Linked DNA regions of Gossypium hirsutum: regions 1 and 3 are each linked to region 2. Evidence: chromatin contacts called from public Hi-C data. All regions are on one chromosome and are shown on one strand. Each heading gives the region's core, a stretch centred on a gene start, on an enhancer-like site or on the middle of the called end of the contact. The rest is flanking DNA. Distances are from core to core; before and after follow the strand shown.

Evidence for each region. A called contact is a pair of places that touch in the nucleus more often than the background predicts.
Region 1: a Hi-C map of leaf shows a contact between it and region 2, with 6 times the contacts expected there. The contact joins the promoter of LOC107948371 here to the promoter of LOC107948355 in region 2. A contact is called at or near these places in 2 of 34 Hi-C or Micro-C datasets (both in leaf).
Region 3: a Hi-C map of leaf shows a contact between it and region 2, with 3 times the contacts expected there. The contact joins the promoter of LOC107948368 here to the promoter of LOC107948355 in region 2. A contact is called at or near these places in 14 of 34 Hi-C or Micro-C datasets (callus, cotyledon, fibers and 4 more).

What each region holds. Positions count from the first base shown.
Region 1 is chrA04:66,421,087-66,424,399 of Gossypium_hirsutum_v2.1, reverse strand. LOC107948371 (translin) reads right to left here and starts at 1,539. Exons shown (of 7, transcript XM_016882883.2): 1 at 1,165-1,539; 2 at 980-1,076; 3 at 768-883; 4 at 632-676; 5 at 50-75. The coding sequence starts at 1,522.
Region 2 is chrA04:67,228,710-67,231,967 of Gossypium_hirsutum_v2.1, reverse strand. It overlaps LOC107948355 (ethylene-insensitive protein 2), which reads left to right and starts at 1,606. Exons shown (of 9, transcript XM_016882863.2): 1 at 1,606-2,006; 2 at 2,775-3,076; 3 at 3,209-3,258.
Region 3 is chrA04:67,821,980-67,825,305 of Gossypium_hirsutum_v2.1, reverse strand. LOC107948368 (29 kDa ribonucleoprotein A, chloroplastic) reads right to left here and starts at 1,595. Exons shown (of 5, transcript XM_016882873.2): 1 at 938-1,595; 2 at 456-557. The coding sequence starts at 1,315. It overlaps LOC121228012 (a long non-coding RNA gene), which reads right to left. Exons shown (of 4, transcript XR_005925560.1): 4 at 3,254-3,326.

The DNA of each region.
Region 1 (3,313 bases), core at 290-2,789, 810 kb after region 2:
TTGTCAATTTGAAAAGCCCGGGAAAGCAAGTTTCTGACATATTTCTTACCATTTCATTTGACATGAAACAAACACCTGCAAGAGATCAAAAAGATTCCCAGATCAGTATATTCAATTGGCAGAAAAATAATAACCCTCAAATTCAGATGCAAAGTAATAGACATTGCATGTTTCTTGCACATATAGGGAGAAAAACCATAAAAACTGAAGAATGACAATAATCAGAAAAGGTGATTAATCAACAATGCTTCATTTAGTTCATCCAAAAATACAAACAGCATATATGATAGGTGAATCTCTTAAAAATATTTTAACACAAGTATCAATTGGTCTGACGAGACAGTCCTCATTTGAATAAGATGAACCAAAAAAATGGAAAACTGAAGTTCAGTTAACTACCCTGGCCATTTTAATAAAGAAAAAGACTCTAATGCATTAGAATGTACAAAGAATTTCATCCTGCCTATTGATGTGGTCAATCACATTTACTTGCCATTCAATAACTAGAATACTTCAGGCTAGCTAAAGAAAATTGAATCTTTAAAAGATTAGAGAAAAAAATAGTACGGAACAAACGGTTCAATCCATGAGAGTATAGAACTCTTCAATTAGAGAAGCTTTCAGCACATACCAACAAGATAATCCTCCAGGTCTAAAGCAAAATCCGAATTGTTCACTGCCAAAACAACCAACTTTCTCATTTGTCTTCATTAGCAAATACAAAAATTACTCGTAAAACCGAATAAATATTCATTACTGAAACATACATCCAAGTTTTTCCTCAGCTTCAGTATGCATAAGCAGATTTCCAGTTTCCAACCAATGCATAAAGGCAAGCAAAGAAACTACCATTTGAGTTTCACTCCTCCAATCCCCATGATACCTAAACACAGTAACACACCCGAACACCACATCAAGAACACAAAAATTTCTACTAAAATAAAATTTGAAATTAACCAAAATCTCCAATGAATCTCACCTGTAATATTGTCCAGGGCATTCCCTAACAACTTCAGCAAGTTTATTGTAAAGACCCTTTAGTACGTTAATCTGAGAATTTGCCTTCTGCAAAACCTCTGTTGATATAAACATATGCGTAAAAATTATAAAATAGGTAATATTCCAAAAACCATATAATTTGAAGAAGCAAAAGAAGAATGTTACCGGGAATTGGTTTAGATTGGTGAACGAGGAGGAGGCTAGCTTGCATGAGCCTAGTCGCCGACTCCATTTCCAGAACGACGGCGCGTATGCGTTCCCGTAAGCTGCCAGAATCTTCAAGCTGGACTCGGAACTTCTCGAACTGTTTCTCCAGAGAAGGAGAGGTTTGCGGCGAGTCGTAATCACCGCCGGCCATGAGAGTGGCGCAGAGAGGGGAACGAAAGGGATGGTTTCTGGAAAGGACAGAGGGAAGCGAAGGAAAAGTGGAAATGAAGGGAGCAATTTGAAGAAGTGAGGGGTTAGGGTTTAAGGAGTAGCGAGAGAGAGTGAAGTAGTAAGCGTTCCGTAACGCTGATTTCATAATTTGAAATTTGTTCACTTTATTTTATCATTTTATGTTTTTTATATATGTGCAGTGCGGTGTATTCCACACCCTCCCATTCAACTTTCGCACTGAAAATCAAATCAATTTCTGATCATTCGATCAATCAGTGATGATAAAGTCGGTCCATTTTGTTAAATAAATATTCTAATATTAAATACACTTGAATAAGTAAAGTGAAAAATTTTATTTTTAATAGGGGTGAGCGTTAAATCTGATCGAATTGAATGGAAAAAGTTGAGTTAATTGAGTTGATGAATCCTATTTTATCATCCTAATTTGATTTAAATTTTTTTCGAATCGAATCGAGTAAGATGGAATTCGAATCAAATCAAATAGTAAATTAAAAAAATAAATTTGTCCACCGTAATGCTATTAACTTCCATCCATCCGTAATTTATTTATTAGTCTTTTATATACTTGTCAGCTATTTTGATTATTTAGTTATTTCAATTATCTTCTGATAAATTATTTTAAAGATAAAATATGAAATTGATACAAACATAAAATATTTAACATGAATATTTTATGGCATTATTAATAATTCAATTTTAACATATTAATAAAGATTCATCATGATTAAACAATTCAATAAATAAATAGTACAAAATGTGAAATTTAATTCAATAACATAAATAGTAGATATAAATTCGAAAAAAAAATTTAGGGTTTAAAAGAAAGCAAAAGGAAAAAAGATAGGGATTTGGAGAAGTAAAAGTTTTGGAGAGAAAGTAAAAGAAAAAAATAGTTCAGGGGTTTGGGAAAAGTAATTTTTTATGGGGAAAAAAATTTCAGGGGTTGAGGAAAAATAAAAGGGTTTGAGTGGGGGCGGGGGAAGGGAGTAAAACGGTTTAGTATTTGGCTTATTCGAATTAAAAAATTTAATTTGATTTAAACTTGAAATTCGAAAAAAAATTAAGTTGATTCAATTAACTCAATTAATTCAATTCGAATAATTCGAATTTTTTTTCAATTTTTTTAATCGAATCGAATTTTACTCACCTTTAGTTTTTATCATACCACAAAAGGAAATCCATCAAAGATTAAGGCATTTGCACCTCTAATGAATAAACCATCGCTGCCACGGCCCCCAGGCAAATGTAGCATTTGCTTATCAAAGGAAGCATCTAATAACACTATACAGAGGCGGGCTCCATGAAGTAGTCGAATATTCAAGGCGCTGATTGGGACAAAGCATTCTCCTCAGTCTTTAGAGACTCAAAAAATCCTCCAAGCATCACTCCAAATTTGTATGGGGTCAGTATTAATGCTTTCAGACATCCATAAATTCCAACTCTATATTTCTCAACATACCCAAGCTGTCATACTTGTGGTCGAAGAAGACCCAAAATTTAGAAATTGCTCATTTGTCTCAATCCACCAGTTAAAAAAGCTAGAGAAATCAATATTTGTAGGACCATAGTGAAGCGAAGATGCGGTTTTTGTAGGATCATAGTGAAGCGAAGATGCTCTCCAAACCGCTTTTACAATTCGACAGCCAAACAAAATATGCTCAAGAGATTCAACCTCATCATTGTATCTTGGACACTTGTTTGACAAAGCTCGATAACATTATTACAAGTTCTCTGTATGAAATTCTTAACTCTTAAGGTACCTTGAATTTTCCATATCGAGTTCCAAATTGAGCTTTGTCTATTACTTCTCGAATAAGTACCACCTGCTTCATTTATATGCTTTAGCTACCTTGAAAGATTATACCCATATTTAACTATGTATTTGTCATCTTTGGTAAAGTGCCAAACAATCTTG
Region 2 (3,258 bases), core at 357-2,856:
TAAAAAATTATTAATAACTCTCGAATTTAGAATCTTGGGTTTAAGGTCTAAAGTCTTGGGTTTTAATATTTATTAGTATCTTTTAAGTCCTTCACTATTTTTTATATTATTTAATGATGATGTGTTGTGATATTATTTGCCGATGGTATATGAGACTTATGCATTGAGCATCAAATATTATTCCTTAATAAATAATGTTAATTACTAGGGAAAAGTATACAAATAGTCCTCAAAACTAAGGTTAAGTTCATGCTTTTGCAACCCAACTATCAAAAGTTATATTATGATCACTTACATTATTGAATTATTAAATTTTGGTCACCTATTAGTTAACTGTTCTATTGTTATCCCTTAATGAAATAATGATGTTGTATGTTAACTCAATCACTAATAACTAATTTGATCCCAAAAGTATAATCAAAAGGTTGTTTATAAGAATATTCATAGTTGGTTAAAATTATAGGTGAATTTAGGGGGTTAGTAGGGGTCTTAATTCCTCTAAAATATAAAATTGCTATTTAAATTCTTAAATTTTTTAAAAAAATTTAAATTAGTAAAGTTAAAATTACACTTTACCCCCTAAAATTATAAAAATTCCATTTAATCCTTTAAAAATTATAAAGATATTGACTATAAAAAATTAAAATTTCATTTGCCCCTAAAAAATTATTCTAGCTTCACCCCTAGTTAAAATGAATTAGAAAACAATATTTCTTGGATATATATTTACTGATTATATACTTAGTTGTAAATCAAAAAATCTACTGGTTAAAAAGAAAATAACAAATGACAGGTACAGATTTACCATATCTACGACAAAATAACTCATCAGCCTTTTGCACATTATCTCTATATTATTTTGTCCTTCAGTGTTCACTTACACACATGCTTTTAGAGTATTATTAGGGTCTTCAACACACTTTTTCTACACTAAGATACAAAAGGAAAAGTGGATTCATTTGATTGTAACAATAATAGCAAAAGTTGTTCTATTTCGTTAAAAAAGAACTTTATAATAATTAAAATACAAAATTTTCACTTACAATCTCATCAAGTTTGATTAAAACTTTTAGAATTTATAAAATTTTAAAATTTTTGCATAATTATAATTTTAAAAATAAGTTATCAACTTTCAAGTGTTTTTTAAAGAATTTTATCATACTTTTATACTTTTGTATATTTTTTAGATTATGGTTAGAAAATATTAAAAACACTAAATAATAAAATGACGGTTTAGAGATTGAATTAATTATTAAACTTTGAGTTAATATGTCGTCTCATTATTTTGCTAAAAAAATAAGAAGTTAAGTTGATCAAATTTAATAATTTGATACCATTTATAACGTGAATGACGACATCGTAACTTTTAATAATTGTGAGACAATAACATAAACTTAACCTTAATTATCATTTTATAAAATTTACCCTAATTATTAACATAAAAGTTTATACAAATAAATAATAATCCATTAAATGTATATAAATGAAATGAGAGAAGTTGGATTAATTGTAATGCTGAAATTTGTGGGATATCCTCGAGATTTGTTGGAACTGTTTTGATGTCAATAACCTTTTAACTGTCTGTCTTTAAACTTTTTCTAGCTTTTTGTTTTGTCTTTCATCTGGACACATTTTCTTCTTCGCTTTGATTAGTATTTAGTAGTGAAAGTTTTCTTTTTTCACATATTATATATAAATAAATTTCCTCTTTTCTTCAACATGGCGTGGCATGGCTTGGAAAGAGCCCCCACACCCTTGAAAATATATTTATAATTATATATTTATCTATCTGAGATGATCATGTATCTATCCTCTTTTTTTCTCTCTTTTTCTTTTTCGCTCTCTCTCTCTCTCTCTGTTTGTGAAGAAAAATATATAAATAAAACCCAGTGGCTTGAGAAATCCCTCTTCCTGAAGATCTACTTTTGTTAATACCCAAACTTAGATAGAGATTGCAGAGAAAAGGATAGCAGATAAGCTCTTTCTGTCCCACTTTTTACCGTAAGGTAAAATCAAAAAACAATTTTTTTACTTCCCCAAAGGCCTAAACCCTAATCCAATTCTAGTCTTCTTTTTCCTTATGATTTACTTGTTTCTTCTTTTTGTTTAATTATTTTGGGTTTTTTTTTGTTTTCTTGCTTTATGCGTAATCTACCTTGGAATTTGTGCAAATTTTTTTTCCTTTTTTTTAAAGTTATTGAGCTGAATCAGATCCAGGGTCTTGATTTTTATTCATATTGGTTCCTTAGTGCTTTGTTCATTTGGGTGGGGTTTTACACTTTTGCTTGCTTTGGGATGTTTTAGGAAGATCTGAGTTTTGTTTTTAAGTCCAAGGTTTTTGTTTCGTAATTTTCGTGTGGGGGTACTTTTGGGGTTTGTGGTTTTGTATGAAGCTGTATTTTATTCTGTCTTCTGGTTGTTTATTTTGGTTTGTTTTTGTGTGCTGATCTTTATCACTATTGATTAGCATTGATGCTGAAATTTAGTTTGCAAAGTGAACTTGTGATGATGCTGAGGGCTTACACCCTTGAACTAATTCACACTATACTTTTTTCTTTTTGAATAATCTGGTTAACCGTACCGGTTTGTGAAATTTATGGTGTTCACTGTATATTGGACTCTGATGATTTTGTTTTGAAGCTTGACCAAATGGTTTAATCATGATTTATGCTAGAATTTGGTTCTGATTCGTTTTACATGTTGGTTTTGATGCTTTAATTCCTTTTTCTTGTAGTTATGTTCCAAGGCTGATGGTTTTGACTGATTTGATTCAGGTTTTGACTTTGTAGGTGCTTTCGTTGGAGGAATTTGTTTGGATTATTTGTTGTTCTACTCAGGGAGTGGAGATGGGTGTATCTGCCCTTTGATACTGATTCAAGTTATTGGTAAAAGTCCTGCGAGAGTTGGAATATTCACCAGCCCCTATATGGTTGTGGCTGAGGCTGCAATTTTGATTCTGTCAGCAGTTGCGGTGGCACTGATTCTTGGGAAGTGCATTTTAGATGCTCGCTAGTCCTGCTGTGCCAGGGCTTTTGTTTAATGTACATTCGTTTGATAGCAAGTCTTGCAGAAAATGGTCTCGACTGTTTGCTTTTTCTTGCAAAATTATGTTTAATCAAATAACTTGCTAATATCTAGCTGAATATCTTATGATGGATAGCTTCTTTCTTACGAGATTTAGTCATTGTGAACAACCATGTAATTGTAGTACTTCTTGAGCATTGGAGGTTCTGTGCTATTCTGAAGATGGAATTTGAA
Region 3 (3,326 bases), core at 346-2,845, 590 kb before region 2:
GTAAACACAAGAAAATTTTATGATAACCTCGATTCAAACTTCTGATAGAAACTATAACCTTATACCAAAACTGATAACGTCACAGGGGTATTAGATATTAATACAGTCAAAAACTTAAGCATACTCGATATTGCGAAACACCCTTTTTCCATCCACTATGCTGGAAAAGAGAAAGTTGAGGAAACTAGAACAAATAAAAATGGAAGTTTTTTATATTCAGATGCTGAAAAAATTCATTTGCCGCAGTGGGTTCCAAGGCCAGAACATAAATGTCAATCCTCAAATTGTTCTAAAGATGACAAATATGCAAATCTTCATCCATGCGTACTCTAAACCGAAAGAGGATAACCATGTTTGTTTAAGTAGCATGTAAACGAAGCAATTAAATTATTAAATGTGCAAAATACTCTTTAAGTTCGCATATCTGCATATGAACACCCCAAAAGATGACTTACATAGCCATTGAACTGTTGAGCAGCAGCTTCCACTTCCTCAGTAGTAGACATGGTTACAAAACCAAATCCCCTACTTCTCCCAGTTACCTTGTCATAAATCACCTGTCAAAAGCAATAATTTCAACACATCAAAACGGAGTGTACATCTAGTTTGTTAACTTCCCAAATGATTGGAGTGAAGCAACAAGGTCCATATTTCAATGGATGCTCAATTAAATCACTAAATGTATATCATGACCCTTCAATTGGCTAAATGTCTTTTTAATTATTCAATTTTCATCTCGAAATTAAAAGTTTCTTCCATACTATAATTCAACATATCAGAAATAAAGGTTCATACTATGCTTGAATTCAAACTAAAGGGCAAGCCTCTGTGTGAAAACAGAACATGATGAAAACAAAGCAAGTCATTCATAAACATAAACATAAACATGGTGAATTACAGGTAAAAGCAAAGGGGGAAAAAGAAAAAAAAAATTTACCTCAACCATCTGAACATTTCCAGCACTTCCAAACAAGCCAGCAAGCTGAGCACTATCCACACTAAAAGGAAGATTGCCCACAAAAAGTTTCAAGTCAGGGGAGAACCTAGTAGCCTCTTCATCATCACTACCAAATAAACCCTCTTCCTGACCGTACTCAGATGAAACGGAAACGTTTCTAACAAAATTAGAAGGAAAAGAAGAAGACTTTTTTGTTAAAAGCGTGAAACTTTGAAGAGAGGAAGAAAAGAGAGGCTTTGCATGGAGGCGGTGGGAAAGAGAGAAGGGGGACAGTGAAATGGGAGTTGGGTTTGGTAAAGATATGGTTTTGGGTTTGAGAGATGGGAGGATGAGAGATGAAGCAGATGTTGCAGACATTTTAGCCTTTGTTTCTGCTTTAGCCAAAGAGAAGATAAGGTTTTTGAAATGGGAGAGAGGGTTTAAGAAGAGCAGCTTACATTATAGATAGTTTTATAGGAGGAGAAGTTGCCTGCTTGTCTATCTTGCCGCCGGTACTTCGGATTACATATCGTGAAATTGGGGCCGTTAGATTTTTGTTGATAAGATATTAGATTGCGATAGATTTTAGATATTTTGCTGAGGGAAAAGGCTTTGGGTTTCGGTTTGAGCGACATTTGCATAGGGCCACAGCCCCTCAAACCCAAATGAAAATGGACTAATTAGAACTGTATTTTATGTTTCTAAATTACAACCTCCATCAAAAAATTAATTTTTTTTAATTTTAAGTTAATCGAATTGAGTTATTCGAATTATTTAAGTTAAATCGAATAGGTAATTTAATTTTTGAATTCAAATCGAGTTAAATTTTACAATTTGAATAACTCAAATAATTCAAATAACATATTGGTATAAATACCCTTTTAGTCCTTATTAAGTTTGAAAATGAGCAAATTAGTCTTTCTCCCAACAAAAATTACAAAATAATTCAAAATAATTTTTAAAAATCAAAATATTTATAAAAATTCAAAAAATTATAAAAAATTCAAAAAAAATATAAAGAAAGTTAAAAAATAAAAAAATTTCTAGAATAATAATTTTGGGATTTAAATAAGTTAATTAATTATTTAAGTTTATCATACTAAATTATTTTTTATTAATTTACTTTGAAAAAGTTTTTAAATATATGTGGTTTCAAATTTATGTGTTATAACATGAAATTAGTTATATTGATTTTAATTTGACGTGTTTAAATTTTTTAATTTAACTCGAACAGTTCACTCGATTCGATTTGACTCAAATTTCATTTAACTCGACTTGATTCGAAAAAATCTTAAATTGATTTAGATGATAAAATAGGACTTGTCAACATAATTAACTCGATTCGATCGAACACTCACATGGATGTATTCACTTCGATTTAATTTTTAACAAAAATTGAATTAAATTTTTTCATTTTCTTTTTAACTTTTGAAATCAAAATTGTATTGAATAAAAATAGAAATACCCAAAACCAATAATAGCGGTTTGATTTTAAAATTTTGAGTTTTGTCAAAAAAAAATCATCTTCTTTTGAACCCCAAAGTTCTAATATATATATATATTTTATTTCATAATAATCATAATGCATGCTCTTAATTCATTTATACATTTACGAGGTAAATTAAATAATTACATTAATATTATAATCATTCATAAAACCATTTAAAAAATCATTTTAAGTTAAGTTATTAAGTTAATAAATCATTTAAAGTTGTTAAAAGAAAAGTTAATACATAAATTATTGATATATCTAATGTTTTACTTACCATTCTTTTAATTAATTATAATCGAATCATTACAATATGCCATATACTTTTTTAAATTTATAACTATCAAATATATATTCAACAACTTGTGTATAATTGTTTCTTTTATAAATAAAATATTTATAGAGTTTAATGAACTATTTTTTTAAAATTAGAATTATGCTTATAATTATGATTATTATTTTTAAGAAATGATTTACTTGCTGTGAAATATTTTAACTTTTTGTATAAAATGGTTCCAAGAGGAGAAACTGAACTTGAACCGAATTGTGCGATTTGAATGATAACATTAACATGAAACTGAACCGAACATTATAAAACCTGAACCGAATATTATAAAACCTAAACCAAATTGAATATATCGGATCAAATTGGTTTTTAGATTCTTTTAGTTTCTTTGCTCAATCCTACGGCCAACAATTGGAGACTTCTCTAAATATTTGGATCGGATTCAAATATTAAATTTATCATTATTAGGAAATTTTTATCTAAATATTATTTTTACCCAAATAAAATTAATCTTAGACGGTAAAATAAATGAAAATAGTTGTGGATTTATAAAAAAAGTTCCAAAGCTAAGTTTGAAGTGGAAACTATAGAGAAAAGATGAACACCAGCCCAGC